Regions from separate parts of the Gossypium hirsutum genome. Here regions 1, 3, 4 and 5 are each linked to region 2. A link is a contact called in public Hi-C data. All regions are on one chromosome and are shown on one strand. The core of a region is the stretch at or near the end of the contact, and the rest is flanking DNA. Distances in the headings are between cores, read along the strand shown. Region 1 holds the start of LOC107886462 (REF/SRPP-like protein At1g67360). Region 2 holds the start of LOC107886472 (squamosa promoter-binding-like protein 2). Region 3 holds the start of LOC107886437 (probable ribose-5-phosphate isomerase 2). Region 4 has its middle 42 kb from the start of LOC107886461. Region 5 holds the start of LOC107886463 (meiosis-specific protein ASY1).

Region 1 (3,504 bases), core at 534-3,033, 840 kb before region 2:
TTAATATTAATTCGGGGTATAATTATAAACTTTACTTTCATGGAAAACAAGTACATGATAGTACCCTTGGTAGGTACTGATGCTGAAATTTATATGATATTAACTTTAGCCATTTGAGGAAGTGAAGAGCAAATTACAAGAGTGGTTATGAAATAGGATCCTGGTTGAAAATTGTTAGCTTCTACCATAAATGGTTGCCTGGTTTACATGTAGGTGTCGTTAGCCAATTGGTAGACAAAGAAATTATGGAGCTTTCTTGATGGACAACCTTCCTCTTGTGAAATCTTTTAGTGGAAAAGTTGGCTTTGAATCTCAACGTGTTGGTTTCTTGCAAAATCAGAGTGTTCCCATATTCACATGATACAATCAAATATGCTAGTGGATGTATTGTTGGTTGCTCTCTTTTAGCTATCCATGGTGGAACAAAGGATGGGAAGAAGTTCCAAGCTGATTGGAATGCCATTAAAGCTGTTAAAAATGCACTTAAAATGCCAGTTTTTGCCTGTCTCTTTGTACTAATCCCGCTGTTAGTTATATGTTTCCATGAGTTATATGTGTTGTGTAAGTGGTTGTAGTGTTTAGTACAAAGTTTGCAATTTTTCAGTCTTGTTCTATTTTATTTTGTCACTCAACATGAGCTACTCAGATGATATAGCAGAGTGTATCTCAATTTTTTTACTTCTGCATGTAATAAAATGCCTCACATTTTGGAAATGTTTTACCTTCTACTTATTAATAATTTTATGATTGTTTGGAAAATGAAATTTGTGTTTGTGTTTGGTCATTGCTCAATAATTTGGAGCATGTTTTAACTAAAATATATACATATGGTTGTTTATGTAAATTAATTTGTATTTAACCATAAATAATTATTATTTAATTCAAAAATAAATAAAATTATGTTAGAAAGAATTTTTTTGAACGAGTATTCTTTGATGTTCAAAGCTTAGATTTTGTAAAAATTTTGTTAAAGCCAAATCATCCGAACATAAAAAAAAAATTTATAAGTTCATTTTTGAGAAATTATATTTTTAAGTAATTTTTCATGTAATAGCACACCCTGATTATTAATATATCGAGGATTAACCACTAATATAATAATAAAAGAATATATTGATATTAAATCTGTAGTTCACATCCCAATCCAAAACACTAAACAACTCCGATTCTTCTCCTATATATATTAATATGTTCAATTTTATATAAAATATAGAAAACACAACCTAATACAACTTATAAAATTATAATATTTTTGTAAAAAAAAATCTAATAATTAAATCTTAACGACTCAACACTTGCTTCCCTCCTATCACAATTTTGAGTTCCAAAAGTAAAATGAGACACAAAAGCGGTTGAATTATTTAAAGTTATTGAGTTATTAAATTTTTTTAAAAAAATTTGATTAGTGAATTTTAAGTGACACTTCAATGATCAATAAAATAGATTAATATTTATTAATAAGTATAATAACATATCTTATATCTAAGTTAATTTGATAATTAATGTCAAAAATTAAAGAACAATATTTTTTGAATGTTAGTTTGAAATTTATAACATTCAACATTATTTTTTAAAAAAAATTAAACTGTAAAAAGAAAGAGTAAGAAAATCTTTCAATTTGTGCAAGTAATACAAACGAAAAAAGTTATACAATAATTATTTTAATCATTCAATAGCTTAAATAAAAACTTTTAAATTATTTTAAAATTTTTAAAATTAAATAATTAAAATATAATTTACAAATAATTTAATAATATTCAGCGCAATTAGATAGAATAAAAATTGGTGTGGGAATGGGTGGACCTCACAACAGACCGCCCAAGAATAAGAAAATGGTTCCCTTAGATATTATTGCATCTCCACCAAGTAAGATCCTTCCACGTGTCCTTCTAGAATCCTCTATTTGCTCCCAGAAAAGTAAAGAAAGATGAAATTGGAAAACCGCCCGCTCTGGCATTGTGATATCCTTAGATCCGATATAAACCGTTGGATCTCATCTAACATCCCATATGAATTCATCTATAAAATAAATAAAATTGCACTTGTTTTACACCGTAGATTACGATCGTTTATTTTCTCTCAAAAAAGTGAAGCAAAGAATACTTGCATCAAACAGATGGCAACCATGGAGAAGGTATTTTGATCTCTTCTTTCTTCTTCTCCTCCTTTCTCCCTTATTTTCAAAATTTAAGCTTAGAGCTTTTTTGTTTGTGATTTGATTTAAAATTTTAGGGGTTAGAGTTTGAGAACAAGAATTTAGGCCTCAAGCACCTAAACTTCGTCAGGGTGGCTACAATCCACGCCTTGGTTTGCGTCTCGAACCTTTACGATTACTCTAAACAGAACTCGGGGCCGTTGAGATCCACCGTTGACGCCGTCGAGCATGCCGTTACCACTGCCGTCGGTCCCGCCTACGGGAAATTTAAGGATGTTCCTGATCATTTTCTTGGATTTCTTGATAACAAGGTATTCGCCCATTAAGAAAAAATCACTGTTTGGAACTTTTGATCAGAAGTTTCTGTTGATTAGTTCTTTCTCGTCTTTAAGTTTAGCAAGTAATTTTAGTATTTTGAAATTCATCGGAAGAGTAAGGATTAAATCTAATATTTTAAAAATGGGGAAAGTTAAGTTTAGCGTGAACCAATTTATTCCTAACTTTATTATCGTATTTGATTAAAATAACCGTAGGTAGATGAGGTTTCACACAAATTTGACGAGCATGCTCCAGCACCAGCCAAGCAAGTGGTTAACCTGGCCCACGATTTGGTCCAAAAGGCAACCCAAAAGGCTCAGAAACTAGTAGAGGAGGCTCGAACCAATGGAGCACGAGGGGCTTTGCACTACGCTGCAGCTGAGTACAAGAACTTGGTGTTGGTAAGCTCGACCAAGTTGTGGGTTAAACTGAACAGCAACTTGACTTTCAACTCAGTGACAGAAAAGGTTGTTCCCAAAGCAGCTAATTTGTGTGAGAAATACAACAGTTGGTTAAAGGAGAAGAGCGGAAAAGGTTATCCTGTGGTTGGGTATTTACCATCGATTCCCGTTGATGCCTTTGGGAAGGCTGTTAAGGAAGCTGAAGGAAAAGAGAAAGCAAATGCGGATGATCATAAATCTGAATCAGATTCAGATTAGGTGTTTGGTTTCTGAGTGTGTTAGTAGAGAGGCAATGTGATGCTTTGCCATTGTAAATTGGCTACATGTTGAATCTAATATGACTTGGTTCGTTTAGATGTCTGATATGTTTGCTCTCTGAATTTGTGGCTGATTTCATGATATGCCCTTTTCAACTTTCAATCTTCCAGCTTGTATTAGATTATGAGTACATACGATTAAAAAGTTATTTATTTTTAATTTAAAATTAAATTAAGCATTTTTTTAAATAATAAAGGTTTACCTATTGGTGAAAAAATAAAGGTTAAAATCTGTTTTTAGTCCTTGCATTTACATAAAATTTGAGTTTTAGCTTTTGTATTTTTAGAAATTAAAAATTCAATTCAATTATCA
Region 2 (3,429 bases), core at 695-3,194:
CAGTAACCTTATATATGAAGCAGACCATTCAAAGAATCCATATAGACACGTAGCACGCAAAACAACTGATAAACAAAAATTAATCCCTGCATATCAAGTTCAAAACTTAACTCTAAATCTAACAGCATCAAAGTCCAACCCTCTCTGTTTCTCAGATCTAGAGTGGTACAAGTTAGAAAATTTTCTATCCACTTCAACGAAACAATATTTAGTCCACCCCTTCCCCAAGTTTAAACTAAAAAAGGTTTGTTGATGCCACTTCAAATCCACTTAGCAAAACAATCGCAACCAGAGTAGTAGAGAGGTTCGACTAAACAAAGCAATCACTTCTCAAGCCGAGCATTTTTTTATGCAGATATCAATATCCAACAGAAAAGAGAGCTTAAGCAAAGACAAAAAGTATGTTATATTGGACCTTGCAGATTCGAACTAGAATAATAGTAGAGCTTTTTTTCTCATCCATTCATTATTGCTAACGCAAACAAACTGACACCATAATTCCAAACTGTCTCTCTATACGAGTCTTGTACGAATGTAAGCTGATCTTCAACCCCAAGTAAAAGCATAGTAGTGTTCCATAAACCTTCAACATCAGCAGTAAATTCCACCACCAAAACTCTAGAAGAATTTACCTTATCTATCAACCCATCCAACAAAAACTACCCGGTCTAGCCTCTTTAACAAAGCAGCTCCCTCCCTCTCTCTCTGCACGCCCCACTATCTTCAATAATTCTAAGAAGCAGTAATAACGTCCAAGTAGAGGAACCCAAAAATTAAATAAATAAAAGGATTCACTTTTTAATCAAGTAACCTAGTCTAAAAACACTAACACTTTCAATAATTCCCATTCGATTATCTGGGAAATCTTGCAAAGTAGGTCCCTGAATCAGACCCACAACTACTGTACAAAACAAAATTCAATGAAACCCTAATCTACCATAAATTCTTGTACCGAAAAATATCTACCATAAATTCAACAATTTACTGATGTATAAAAAGCCATCCCAACAACCATTTTTACTCAAACCCCCACGAGAACCATTAAAATCAATCAACAAATACTATATATGTCAACCAAAAAAATACACAAAAAAGAAATTCTACTCATAATTTTTTTTCTCCATACAATATATATGAAGTTTTGCATTGAAACAGAAACAGAACAAACATATAAACTAAAATATTCATTTTTACTAAAAAAAAAATAGAAAGTATTTGGTCCCCTTCTTAGATATCATTCGTCATATCGTTTTTCCTTTTAATGTTTTAATAAATTCTACTCAGCTTTCAGCCAGAAATACAAGGTAAAAATTAATAAAAAGGAACCCTTTCAACAAACACAAACGCAGTCGTTTCCATTGATTTTCCCCAGAAAACAAGAAAAGAAAAGGAACCATAACGATAAAAAAAAACGCACTTTACCTTTTTTTTTTCCTTTCTAAAGTTAAAACAAGTTCACATAATAAAGGTAGAAGATAGGAAGAAAATGATGTTTCAATTGAGCCGCAAAAACAAGAGATGTTTCCCCATTTTTAGAAACTCTAGTACCTCGTTATTGCTTTCTTTATTAATCCAAAATGAAATCTCTGTTTTATCTTTCCTATTTATTAACGGCGTTTAGTAAAAACAAAGTGAAAACATATATAAAAAAAAAAGAAGAAAGAAAGAAAGAAAAGGCAAGGCAAATGCTTTCTGGTGAGATTGAGTTACTTACCGATGCGTACTTCAATGTTGGGCAGAAAGAATAGAAAAAGAAAGAGCAGAAGGATTAAAGATCTTGAAAAAGAAAGGAGATAAGGCACAGCAAGGCACAGCAAAGCACAGCCCACAGCCGAGTCTGAGTCTGAGACCGAGTCAGGGTCTCTTTCACAGACTGAAAATGGAAGGACAAACAACGAAAGAGGTGCTGAGTGGGGCAAAAAATAATTAAAGCCTAGCTTTTTTGGAAGAAATTATTTCCTTTTATTATTATTTATTTATTTGTTGTATTATTACTGCTGCAGTAACTTTTTTTTTAATGCAGAAATCAAATTAGGTAGAATTTATTTAAAATAATGACACGTGCCAGTACAAAAGCTGATTGCATTGCAACTTTTGCAGGTTATGGAGTATGGACTATAGAGTAGTAGTTTTTTGGACGGTAATGAAAGGGTTGCCTTTTTCTTGTCAGTTACAAGTAGCCAGCCCAACTAATATTAGGTCTATTTTTTATATTATCCGATGTTGTATTTTTAATCTCTTAATTGTTAATTAAAATTTTACCTATAAAAAAGCTACGTATTAATAAATAAATTTAATGTTGATCTTATAATAAAATTCCAAATTTTAAAAAATACAAAAATTAGAAAATAAGAATTTAAGCATAGTACAAAATTAACACCCATTTAAATTAAAATTTAAAAAAAATATAAAAATTAAAATACATAAAAAAATTTTGATTAATAATAAAACAATGCAGATTATTGGAAAGGTGGGGTCAGAATTCAAAATATTAAAAAGAATAAATCATCCCTACAATCCCTGAGTTAAGAATTTGTGCTGCAAAATCTACTTAACATTAATTATTTTAAGTTAATGAAACCTTTTTCTATTTTTTGTTTTAAAATATATCAACTAACTCGAAAGGTACCTTATTAGATTGAGGTATTTGATTATTCTATATTCTGTCATATTATAATTAAGGAAGTCCAATTTTTTGGATTATGATAATCATACTAGCATCAAAACATTAAAATAATTCACCTATCAAAGGGACCACAATTTGTGTTTAGATGGTGGATCTTTCTCACTTTAAACTCAGTATTAAAATATAATGTCATGGTGATTTTCTATTACAATTATGTCATTTATATATGTTATTAACTCTGGTACTTTATCATATTTTATAATTTTTAAATTACTATATGAGCAAATTTGTCAACCTAGAGCTTACACCGTACGTACAATCAAATATGGGTGTCAACCTATCCCTCAAAACCCGCTTTTGTCATTCTAATCTTTTAGGATCCTTTTAACAATTATTCGAAACAAATTTTGACATTTTTATTTTTATTTTTATTTCTAAACCCTAATATACAATTATTGACATTGACACTTTGTCCCCTCTTAACTACCAAATCAAGTTGCAGAAACAGAGATAGTAACATATTGCTATTATTAATATTATTATATATAAGGAGACTGCAAGCATTTTCATTTTTCATTTTAAACATAAGATCATAACAATGAGATGGATTACTTTGAGTAATTCAAAAGAAAGGGATTTTATTGAAGGAAATGTTGGAATTAGGAATAGGAAGGGGGTTTGGGCATATTTTCCATCATCTTATCTTTCAAAAGCCTTCGCATGATTTTGCCAGATGGGGATTTGGGAATGGTGTCCACAAATTGCAGAACCCTCACTTTCTTGTAGTGTGCAACATTGGAGGC
Region 3 (3,508 bases), core at 246-2,745, 720 kb after region 2:
TTCTATTAGTAATAGTTTGATTTGAACAGAGGAAGAGAAAAGGCAGTAGCGGTGGAGAATAATGAACATTTTCCCTAAAAACGCTATTTGCACTGCAAAGGAGCTGTTGCCTACTAATTTCTCCAAAAGTCAACTACAACACATCCTGCTCCTTGATTCGGTCATCCACTACATAGATCAATATTCCTACAGCTTTCATATATAAGACATAACATTGTTCGGATTATTACTAGTGATTTTGTTGGGGTTTAAATAAAGAAAGCGTAATTGAATTACGCAACTCAAGAAAACAGTCAATGTTTTACTAAAATTAATTTTTAATAGTTGATTAAGTTTTAATTCGATAAGAATGGACACTGTAAATTTGAGTGTATTGAAACGTATCCTATTTATAAGTAATTCTAGACATTGTGTTTAAAAATTAATTTGATCATAAATTTTACTGTTTTTGATTATATCAAATAGTTGTAGGATTTGACTCTATTTTATTGGGAAAATAGTGTAAAAGGTTTTGGATGAATATTTGTAGTATATGATTAGGCAAATGGGATTGGCTTAAGAACATCATCAATTGCTGTAGATACGGAGCGCGGCAAGAATCATGCAAAAAGGAACAACAGTTCCCCACGGTTCCTTTAAAATGTTTGGTGGACCAAATCATAGATTTCAAAGTTGGAAATGCATGCCCCACGCCACGCCACGCCACGCCTGCCTCCTCATCTTTTCTATTTATTAAGAGAGTTTGCGGAAAATAAAAAGCAAAATAGTAATACACCACTTTCACAAATTCCTTCAGACACCGACAAATCCATCCAATATGCGGAGATTCGTAATTTAAGTCCCCACGCGTTTCCTTGCAACTTGTCTATTTCTTTTGCTTATTTCTTTAATTATTTTTGGAACTCCAATTTAGGTATAACATAATATCAAAATTAAATCTTCAAAATTGAGATATTTACAATTTAATTATTATTTTGGTTATTGTGTAAATATATTTTATTTTTTGAATAATAATACTAATTAAATAAAAATAGGGTAAATTAAATTATTAGTCACTTAATTATAGGTAAATTTTTGTTTTGGTAATTTAACTTAAAAAAATTACTAGTCACTGGACTATTAAAATCAATGTTATATAATTTTTTCTGTTCACATTACATACACCAATCAAAAGTTGTCTTTCCTTTTCTCTGCTATAAATTTTTTTCATGAAATAATTTTAGATGTTACAAATTTATGAATCAAAATTAAAATAATTTTTTTCTTCAAATCTTCGACACTGACCATTAAATTATTTTGAATCTAAAATATGTTATTCTACTTATTAATGAGTAGTAATTCACGACACCAATCATAGAATGGTTGCTTTAAGCTTTACGATGAAAGTACATTTTTTAAAAGAGAATTTAATAATTCAATGATTTAATTAAAAAATTATAATATTTAAATAACCAAAATAAGTATAATTTAATAACTTAGGATGAAGTTTGACCTAAAGCCAATATTCGATTTTCCGAATCTCTCTGGTATTATTATTTTGTGTCGGCCTTGGATTCTCCGTTTTATAAGAAGCAAAGGAAGGGCAGCCCACTCACACTACACCCAAACAATCCCTTATGCCTCATACCTCATACCTCGCTCGCCTCCCCGCCCTTCTTCTTCAAAGCAAAGAAAATTCCCACTCTTTTCTTTGCTTTTTCTCTCACTATTCATACCCTTTTGACTTTTTTGGTTGATTTAGTTTTTAACTTGCCAAAATTTTTAATATATTCTTCTTTATTGTTTGCTACCGATTAACCCCGCCCAAATAATGGCTGTTGCTTGGTCTGAAAAAGCTTCTTCCATGGAGGCTTTGTCTTTGTCTCCTCCTATGTCTCCGCCGGTTATCCTAACCCAAGACGAATTAAAAAAAATCGCCGCTTACAAAGCCGTTGAGTTCGTGGAATCAGGCATGGTTCTGGGTCTGGGCACAGGTTCCACGGCCAAACACGCCGTCGACCGGATCGGCGAGTTGCTTCGTCAAGGCAAGCTCACCAACATCATAGGAATCCCCACCTCCAAAAAAACACAAGAACAAGCTATTTCTTTAGGTATCCCACTTTCGGATCTCGACAGCCACCCCACCATTGATATGGCAATCGACGGTGCTGATGAAGTGGACCCGCATCTTAATCTGGTGAAAGGCAGAGGTGGGTCTCTGTTAAGAGAGAAAATGGTGGAAGGAGCTTGCAAGAAATTTGTATGTATCGTTGATGAATCCAAGTTGGTCAAGTATTTGGGAGGCAGCGGTTTGGCTATGCCCGTCGAAGTTGTTCCTTTTTGTTGGAAATTCACTGCCAAAAAACTCCAAAACTTGTTTCGAGATTCTGGTTGCGTTGCCAAGCTGAGGAATGATTGTAAAGGGGAGCCTTTCGTAACGGATAATGGGAATTACATTGTGGATTTGTATTTGAAGAAAGATATTGGGGATTTGCAGGTGGCAAGCGATGCTATTTTGAGGATTGCTGGTGTGGTTGAGCATGGCATGTTTCTTGCTATGGCCACTACTGTTATAGTTGCAGGGGAGCTTGGAATCACCATCAAGAATAAGTAGTACAAACTCAAACTAACTTTATTTTAATAATTAGGGAATTGCTATTGCAGCTGGGAATGGATTCTTCCTTTTTTGGCATTTATTGATTGATGACAAGAGTTGTCTTGTCTTCTCAAGTTTTGTTATTTTCGTTTTGGACACAAATTTAAGGGAAGAGAAGATTTAGGGATGTTAGGATTGTGAAAGCAATAGCTGAACTATGAGAATGATGAATGTCAACTGTTCTATGATCATTTTAATCACAAAATCGGTTTATTATTGCATTTGATTTGGAATTTTTGACCCATAGTCAAATTGACATTGAAGCAAAGAGGTCTTTCATCATCTTCTTCAATATGGCATTCAATTACTCTTCTTTTTTAAAAAAAAAAATTCTGTGATGAATCATCAAATTGCAAATCCCATGGAAGTTCAGTATTGGGTTTTTGAATTCAGAGGCTCGATCAAGCTAATTGAATTCATTTGATAGCTTGACTTTATTTCGAGCTAAACTAAATAAACTGTGAACATAGTTGTGTTGGGCAAACTTTTTAAAGTTTTCACAAACTTCATTGGCAAATACTACTGTCCCAAAACATACAAACTAAACAAAAAAATCAAGTCAGACAAACGTCTTACATTTTCAATGGAACGGGGACAAGCAGCACTGACTCTGGATAACAGTTTCCTACTAACATATTAACCAACAAGATTTTCATGGTAGCCGATCAAGCTACATAGCTGGCAGCAATTTAAAGTAAACCACTACATAAAGAGACAATGAAAACAGCGCAAACAAATGCTGCCAGAAGAGAAGTGCCGAAGCTTCTCTAACTGCATAACTCCTCAAACTGGCGATGGCTCCCAATAAAATGGCACTTGGTGTAGTGTATTGCAACAAGAGCACGAATCTGTACATTGCATCATCAGCTACAA
Region 4 (3,222 bases), core at 160-2,659, 790 kb before region 2:
AACATGATCCATCCTGGGGCCAGCAAGTGGCGGAGAATCCGACACAATAATCCCACTTTTTCTTTTAAGAGGGTTCGGCAAAGTTGTTTTGGTCATTATAACTACCAAATCTCCCATAATTTAGTACTTTCAGAAACAACAACTAAGCAATGCCAATGAGGGCTGTTCTTACCTCCTATACAACTCAATCATGCCGTACTAGGGATTTAAATTACGGTTTTCCCATAATTACGGGTTTATCATACGACAGTCAAAATTGAAATCGTAAAATAATGACGTGGATAATTAAACCCTAGAAATGAGTATAAAGGTATAAATGTTTTGCTTCTTGACTCCGCAACTAAGGTTTGGAAAAGGACCTGAAGAAGAAAATATATGAATCTGATTGACCGCACACTTTCCCGTCTGAAAGAGATTTTGCATGTTGCTATGATTTTTTTTTTCAGAGGCTGCTGCTGCTCATCCTTTAGTTGTAATTCTCAAGCAGATATAACTATTGTTTGCAACAAATCTTGATCAGTTATAATTACAAGCACTAATAGCAAGCACATGCCTGCATGAAATTAAAAAAGAAGTAAAAAAAGGTATAATAGGGGGGAATCCAACTGTTTTTTCAAGTAAAAACGAGGCATGGAACACCATGTTTTTCTTGTAATAGATTTCCCAATTCTAATCTAGCATGCTTTGATGTTTTTGGTAGACCTCAAACAAAACATTATTATGTGATTACAACAATTAAGATTAAGTTGTCTTAAATGTTTGTATAACCACCGTTTTGCTTCCTTAAAAAGGTCTAAAAACATGGTTGTGGGGGGAGGAAACCTACCAAACATTGTGTATTTTGTAGGGGGTGCTTTATCCTTTGTGAGGGGGTTCAAATTGTGTGGATAATCATGTGGGAAATCCAGAATTTGGATTCCTTTGCATTAACGGAAAACATAATTATTGCAATGGAAATATCATGTTCTATCTCTTGTTTACAAGGTAAAAATTACATGTTGCTTTTTGTATAAAATTTGGGATTTGCGAAACCCTCAAGTTTGATTTTGATTATATTTTACTGCTTGATCACACACTTCCTCAAAACAAAAGCATGGTTTCTTGGACAAAATAAGGTATATAAAATGTAAATATGGAAATTCCTATAATTACAAATAAAATGATTAAGATTTATTTTGATAAAGTAAAAGATTAAAAATTATTTAATAAAAATAATTTTAATATATAATTATTTTATGCTCTTAACTCTTGTGAAATTCAGCTTTTGTCAAATACTAATTTGACATGAGTTCAAACCATTTATATTATAAAAACCTAGTTATAAAATCCAAAGGATAGTGTTATTAGGAAGAGGAAAATGCATAAAACAAAATATTTGCAATGGGGGCTGCAAGCAAGTTGAGATAGATGGAGACGTTACAATAGAATATTAAGTCCGTGGGGCTTACCTATATCTACTTTCAGAGTGACACAAGATTGGGGGTTATGATTTCGCCCCCATTTGTGAAAACAGATAAGAACGAAGTTGTGGCATCCATTAATATATCTTCATGATCCTTTCTTACCAAACAATTAAGGATGTTTTAATCCTAAAAAGAATAAAAAATAAATAAGAAAAACGTAAAGGAGTTATCTTATCTACCACATGTTTTCTTGTCCCTATGGCCCATATTTTACAAGGATCAATTGGGTCGTTTTTCTACTTGTATTCAAATTTGGGGGTTATATCTCATCTAAACCCCACTGTGCTCAACTTTGTGTTGGGTCTATATATTCAGGCCCTTTGGGTTAATAGCCGCTTCACCATATCCGTTCCCCAAGATGGTTCCATATGTTTTTAGTCCATATAAATGATTATGAATTTTGTGAATCAAACCTAAAGGAAAATGTTTATGAATGACCTCAACTACTTACTCGACTCACTAATTAACTAAGTTATTATTATAACTTAAAAGATAAAAAAATAAGAACAATATAAATTATTGGTAAAAGAAATAAATACGCAAACAAAAATATTAAATTGTTATTCAATTCTAATTCAATATGATAGTGTAACACCCTTCACCTGGTCCGATCATCGAACATAAGCTACGGGATGTGACCACCGATCACCTGAATGATCTTTTTTTTTAATAGGTTCGCAGAAATAAGGCTCGCATTAATTACAATACACACAGAACATAATACACATAACCTGCAACATGCTTAATACATACACGGCGGACTCTCTTGCGGATAGTTCAATTGCGGACAGAATGTCCTACAGATTCCTATACTGCGGAATGATAAACTAAAACGCATGTAATCCTATGCTTTGTTCAAATAACATCTCTGTGGATACAAAACTATTACATGCATATGTATCTAGAAATAGACTAGTGCCCCTTTCATTTTCAACATCAAAAGACAAACATAAATAACTTCGAACTTGATAAGTTCACATACTCATAGCCACCTATATACATGCCACAACCTAAACTAAATTAACCAAGTCTACCAAATCTTCGAGTGGATAGCGTGAGCTTCTTGTAGAGCCAATCGATGCGACTTGAATGTACAAAATCTACAGTAAATGTAAGTATTATGAATACTTTCTAAGCTCATACAAGGCCAACCATCAACTTACCTCGCACACAATTTAAAAGTTAATCTAATATGCATTCATGGTTTGCCAAACAAACCAAAACCATTTTCACATAATGATCGAACACTTTATCAACATATAATATATCAAGTACACAACATGATATATTAATACTTTCATACCTGATTCATTCCCATTCATTTTCAACATAGTAAGTGCGAACACTTCATCAATAATACAGAATATCAAGTATGCAACATGATATATTAACATTTTTATACCTGATTAATTTCCATTCATTTTCAATATAATAAGTGTGAACACTTTATCAATCATAAAAAATATCAAGTATGCAACATGATATATTAACATTTTCATACCTGATTCATTCCCATTCATTTTCAACATAATATGTGCGGTCACTTTATTAATCATACAGAATATCAAGTACGCAACATGATATGTTAACACTTTCATACCTCGCATGTTTTATGATACCCAATGTAACATCGTAAAAGAACTTAAAACATAGGTACGCTTCACATCCAAGGCTCATCCGAGCTAATCATGTACATAGGTGTCAAGTTACCTGTCCGGGCTAAACCTTTGTGGACACAATAATAGCCTAGCCAAAGCTA
Region 5 (3,348 bases), core at 83-2,582, 990 kb before region 2:
TATTAAATTATATATTATTTTATTAAATTATATTTAATAATAATTGTGTTAAAATATGATTAAATTATTTACTTTTTATTAAATTATATTTAATAATAATCTTATTAAAATTTAATAACAATAACAATAATCATTTATCTAAAAAAATTTTACTAAAGGTATTCTGGTCATTTAAATATTTTTCCTTATACTATTACAACATCTATTCCATTCCAACCAAATATAAAAATATTGTTACAGCTCTATTCAATTCCATTGAACCAAATAATTAAATTACTGATTACAGTTCTGTTCTATTACAACTTTATTCCATTACATTTCTATTCCATTATACCCTTATTCTATTCACCCCAACCAAACGTAGAGTTAATGTATTGAATTTATGTACTATATATAACTTTTATTTATGTAATGCATGATATATATACGACAATAATTTATGATCATAAATTCTTTCTTTAGGATAATAAGGATGATAATTATATATATTTTTATGAATTTCTTGAGGTTAACATTATTTTATTTATTCACTTATGCATTGCAAACCTTGTGTTTATCCTTATGTATTATTTTATAACATTGTTTGTGTATTATCTTATGCATCTTTATGTACATTCCTGCATTACTTTTGTATCTTATCATGTGTATTATTTTTATATATTATTTTATAACATTTATGCATAATTTTGACAAAAAAAACACTTATTATTTATGTAATAAAAAAATTGTAATTGACTAAAATTTAATAAAAAAATTTAACGGTACTACTAATTATTAAAAATTTATATCACCATTCTAATTAGAATAAAATATTCAAATTAACTAATGATATTGTAAAATTTGATATACTAAATTATATTAAAATTAAAATATATAAATTAAATCTCGAATTTGAGTGAAATATAATCATAAATTGAAATTTAATTATTTTTATAATTTTAAAAAATAGAGAAATTAGAATTAGAATTTACTCGCTTGTTAAAAAAAAAGGATAAACAATGGATTAAGCCTTCATTTTATTTGAAAATGGAAAATGGAGGTTCATGAGCAAGCTCGCGACGGTGCTCAGCGGACGTCTAGTTTTCATGTAACTGTCTCTCATTGGCAGAGCGGGTACGGTGCTTCAACGGACTCCAAGTCCCGGCAACCAGTGCTTAGTTGATGATGTATTGGCCAAGCTGAAGCTGCCACGTCAGCATTCCAAGACCAAAACGCCCTTAATGTTCATGTAAAATAACAATTTCATCCCTCATCACCACACTTTACAGTTCAAACACACCATCTGCATTTTTAATTTAGCCGTGCTTAAAATTTAAATTTCATGTACCGACCTTCTATAAATAGCGACTCCCTAACTCTCCAAGCTCATTTCTCTCCCGCCATTACTTACTTTCTCTCTCTCTCTCTCTAATTTGATTCAAACTTCCAAGCCAAACACTCTAGTTTTCTCTGAAAATTTCTCTTTATCCTCGCTTTCTGCCATTTGAGTTCTTAGCTCTCTCAATCAAAATTCTACAACAATGGTGGGCTTTAAAATCAAAGCATTTCCTATCCATAATCACGATTTCACGTTTTCTTTGTATTTCTCTACTCCAATCTCGTTATAACTTGTACCGCTTTATCTTGTCAGGTTGTTGCGCAGAAGGTTAAAGAAGCGGAGATCACCGAGCAAGATTCTCTCCTTCTGGTAAAACACTTCCACTATCCAGTTCTAGCTCGTTTCTTTGATTCCCCTGGCATTGATTTGATGTCTCAACACAGCGTTAAGTTTGCTTGTTTGCTGTTCTATACTTAGTCGCTACATAAATTTTTGCTCTGTTTTTTTCCTGTTTGATCGTAATATAGTTCCTTCTTTTATCTTCAAAAATTTGAGTGCATCGATAAACTCAATCTGATAAATGCAACGTAGGCAGAAGCCAAAATCTCTGTTCTCGTTTTTTGCTGAAATTTAACTTCTCTAGGAAACTTGGATATTAAAGGCTTTTTATGTACCAATAGTCTGCAGATCTGAACATTTTAATTTTGCTTTGTCGCTTCGATGAAAATTTTTCTCATAGCTGGTAATGCCTGCCGTTAAATTTTTTTTCAGTACTGATTCCTTATAGTTCATCGCAACTTCGCGAGAAAATTGCTCTGTTTTTCTGTTTCTCTCGTGAATTTTGCTGCACAATGGACCCGAGTTCTTATTTTTATTATCATAGTTAGACCTAGAAGCTTTTGGAATTGAAGCTTTGATTATAAATATATTTAACTTGATCTCATCTTTGTGTATTGATTTTTCTCCTGACAGACGAGGAACTTGCTTCGTATTGCTATTTTCAATATTAGCTATATCAGAGGCCTTTTTCCAGAAAATTATTTCAACGATAAATCCGTCCCTGCTTTAGGTAAGCTTCATCTTCTAAGACTTTCACAAATTTCATTTTAAAATTTCCAAAACCTCTTTGGCTAATTTCTTCAAAATCGTAACAAATATCATTAGAGATGAAGATCAAGAAGCTGATGCCGTTGGATGCAGAGTCTCGTAGACTGATTGATTGGATGGAGAAAGGCAAGTTGTTTTCCATTGATTCTTCACTTCTTTTTCCTGTTTTCATCGTTGTCGCATCCTTGAATTTAATTATTCGATCATTTATCTCTTCTTCCCAGGTGTCTATGATGCATTGCAGAAAAAGTACCTGAAAACACTATTGTTCTGCATATGCGAATCAATAGATGGAGCAATGATTGAGGAATATTCCTGTAAAATTTCCGAGTCACCGTTTTTCTAACCGTATTCAAAGTTTAGTGGTTCGATTCTTGATTTAACAAATTGAGTATCCCTTCTCAATGCAGTCTCTTTTAGCTATTCCAATTCTGATACCCAAGAGGTTTCGATGAATATTAATCGCACTGGAAGCAAAAGGCATGGCAGAGCATTCATCTGCAACTCCACCACTGAAGTTACTCCCAATCAAATGAGGTGATAAAAATTCGATTCATTCAACCCAGTATAATCTTGAATTTTCTACCAATTGTTGTTTAAAGATGAAATTTTAAGTTAAAACTTCCATAACAACGTAAAATTTCAGGAGTTCTGCTTGTAAAATGGTCCGTACTCTGGTTCAATTGATGAGAACTCTCGATAAGATGCCTGAAGAGGTAAATTTTAGCAAATAAGCTTTCTAAATATTTCTTTTACATACAGCTGTATTGGTATTATTAATTGTGATATCTTTATTCTATCTTCTGTTTCAGCGTACTATACTAATGAAACTCCTCTACTATGATGATGTGACGGTACGCCTTTCTTATTTTCCCCGTGAAGACTTTGCTTACCATCTACCTCAAGTCTGGGGCTAATTTAGT

What was found. Hi-C and Micro-C count contacts between places; a contact is called where the count stands out from the background.
Region 1: a Hi-C map of leaf shows a contact between it and region 2, with 4 times the contacts expected there. The contact joins the promoter of LOC107886462 here to the promoter of LOC107886472 in region 2. A contact is called at or near these places in 10 of 34 Hi-C or Micro-C datasets (callus, hypocotyl, leaf and 1 more).
Region 3: a Hi-C map of leaf shows a contact between it and region 2, with 2.1 times the contacts expected there. The contact joins the promoter of LOC107886437 here to the promoter of LOC107886472 in region 2. A contact is called at or near these places in 2 of 34 Hi-C or Micro-C datasets (both in leaf).
Region 4: a Hi-C map of leaf shows a contact between it and region 2, with 3 times the contacts expected there. The contact joins the enhancer-like site here to the promoter of LOC107886472 in region 2. A contact is called at or near these places in 4 of 34 Hi-C or Micro-C datasets (callus, leaf and petal).
Region 5: a Hi-C map of leaf shows a contact between it and region 2, with 2.5 times the contacts expected there. The contact joins the promoter of LOC107886463 here to the promoter of LOC107886472 in region 2. A contact is called at or near these places in 5 of 34 Hi-C or Micro-C datasets (callus and leaf).

What each region holds. Positions count from the first base shown.
Region 1 is chrA03:92,093,864-92,097,367 of Gossypium_hirsutum_v2.1, reverse strand. LOC107886462 (REF/SRPP-like protein At1g67360) reads left to right here and starts at 1,783. Exons shown (of 3, transcript XM_016810426.2): 1 at 1,783-2,134; 2 at 2,233-2,466; 3 at 2,689-3,228. The coding sequence starts at 1,928. The coding sequence ends at 3,132.
Region 2 is chrA03:91,255,101-91,258,529 of Gossypium_hirsutum_v2.1, reverse strand. It overlaps LOC107886472 (squamosa promoter-binding-like protein 2), which reads right to left and starts at 1,944. Exons shown (of 5, transcript XM_016810441.2): 1 at 1,715-1,944. LOC107888070 (4-coumarate--CoA ligase-like 1) reads right to left here. Exons shown (of 7, transcript XM_016812237.2): 7 at 3,138-3,429. The coding sequence ends at 3,286.
Region 3 is chrA03:90,531,531-90,535,038 of Gossypium_hirsutum_v2.1, reverse strand. LOC107886437 (probable ribose-5-phosphate isomerase 2) reads left to right here and starts at 1,495. Exons shown (of 1, transcript XM_016810396.2): 1 at 1,495-2,856. The coding sequence starts at 1,811. The coding sequence ends at 2,593. It overlaps LOC107886436 (protein PIN-LIKES 2), which reads right to left. Exons shown (of 2, transcript XM_016810394.2): 2 at 3,121-3,508. The coding sequence ends at 3,306.
Region 4 is chrA03:92,042,663-92,045,884 of Gossypium_hirsutum_v2.1, reverse strand. No RefSeq gene overlaps it. Among protein-coding and RNA genes, the nearest start is that of LOC107886461, 42 kb to the left of the region's middle. Within about 2 kb of position 1,409, at least 4 of the 9 cell types and tissues checked have an H3K27ac peak or open chromatin away from gene starts, as enhancers often do. A contact at or near this core is called in leaf, where this site is marked.
Region 5 is chrA03:92,242,452-92,245,799 of Gossypium_hirsutum_v2.1, reverse strand. It overlaps LOC107886463 (meiosis-specific protein ASY1), which reads left to right and starts at 1,332. Exons shown (of 23, transcript XR_005916284.1): 1 at 1,332-1,523; 2 at 1,631-1,687; 3 at 2,291-2,387; 4 at 2,483-2,551; 5 at 2,650-2,742; 6 at 2,836-2,962; 7 at 3,072-3,141; 8 at 3,238-3,279.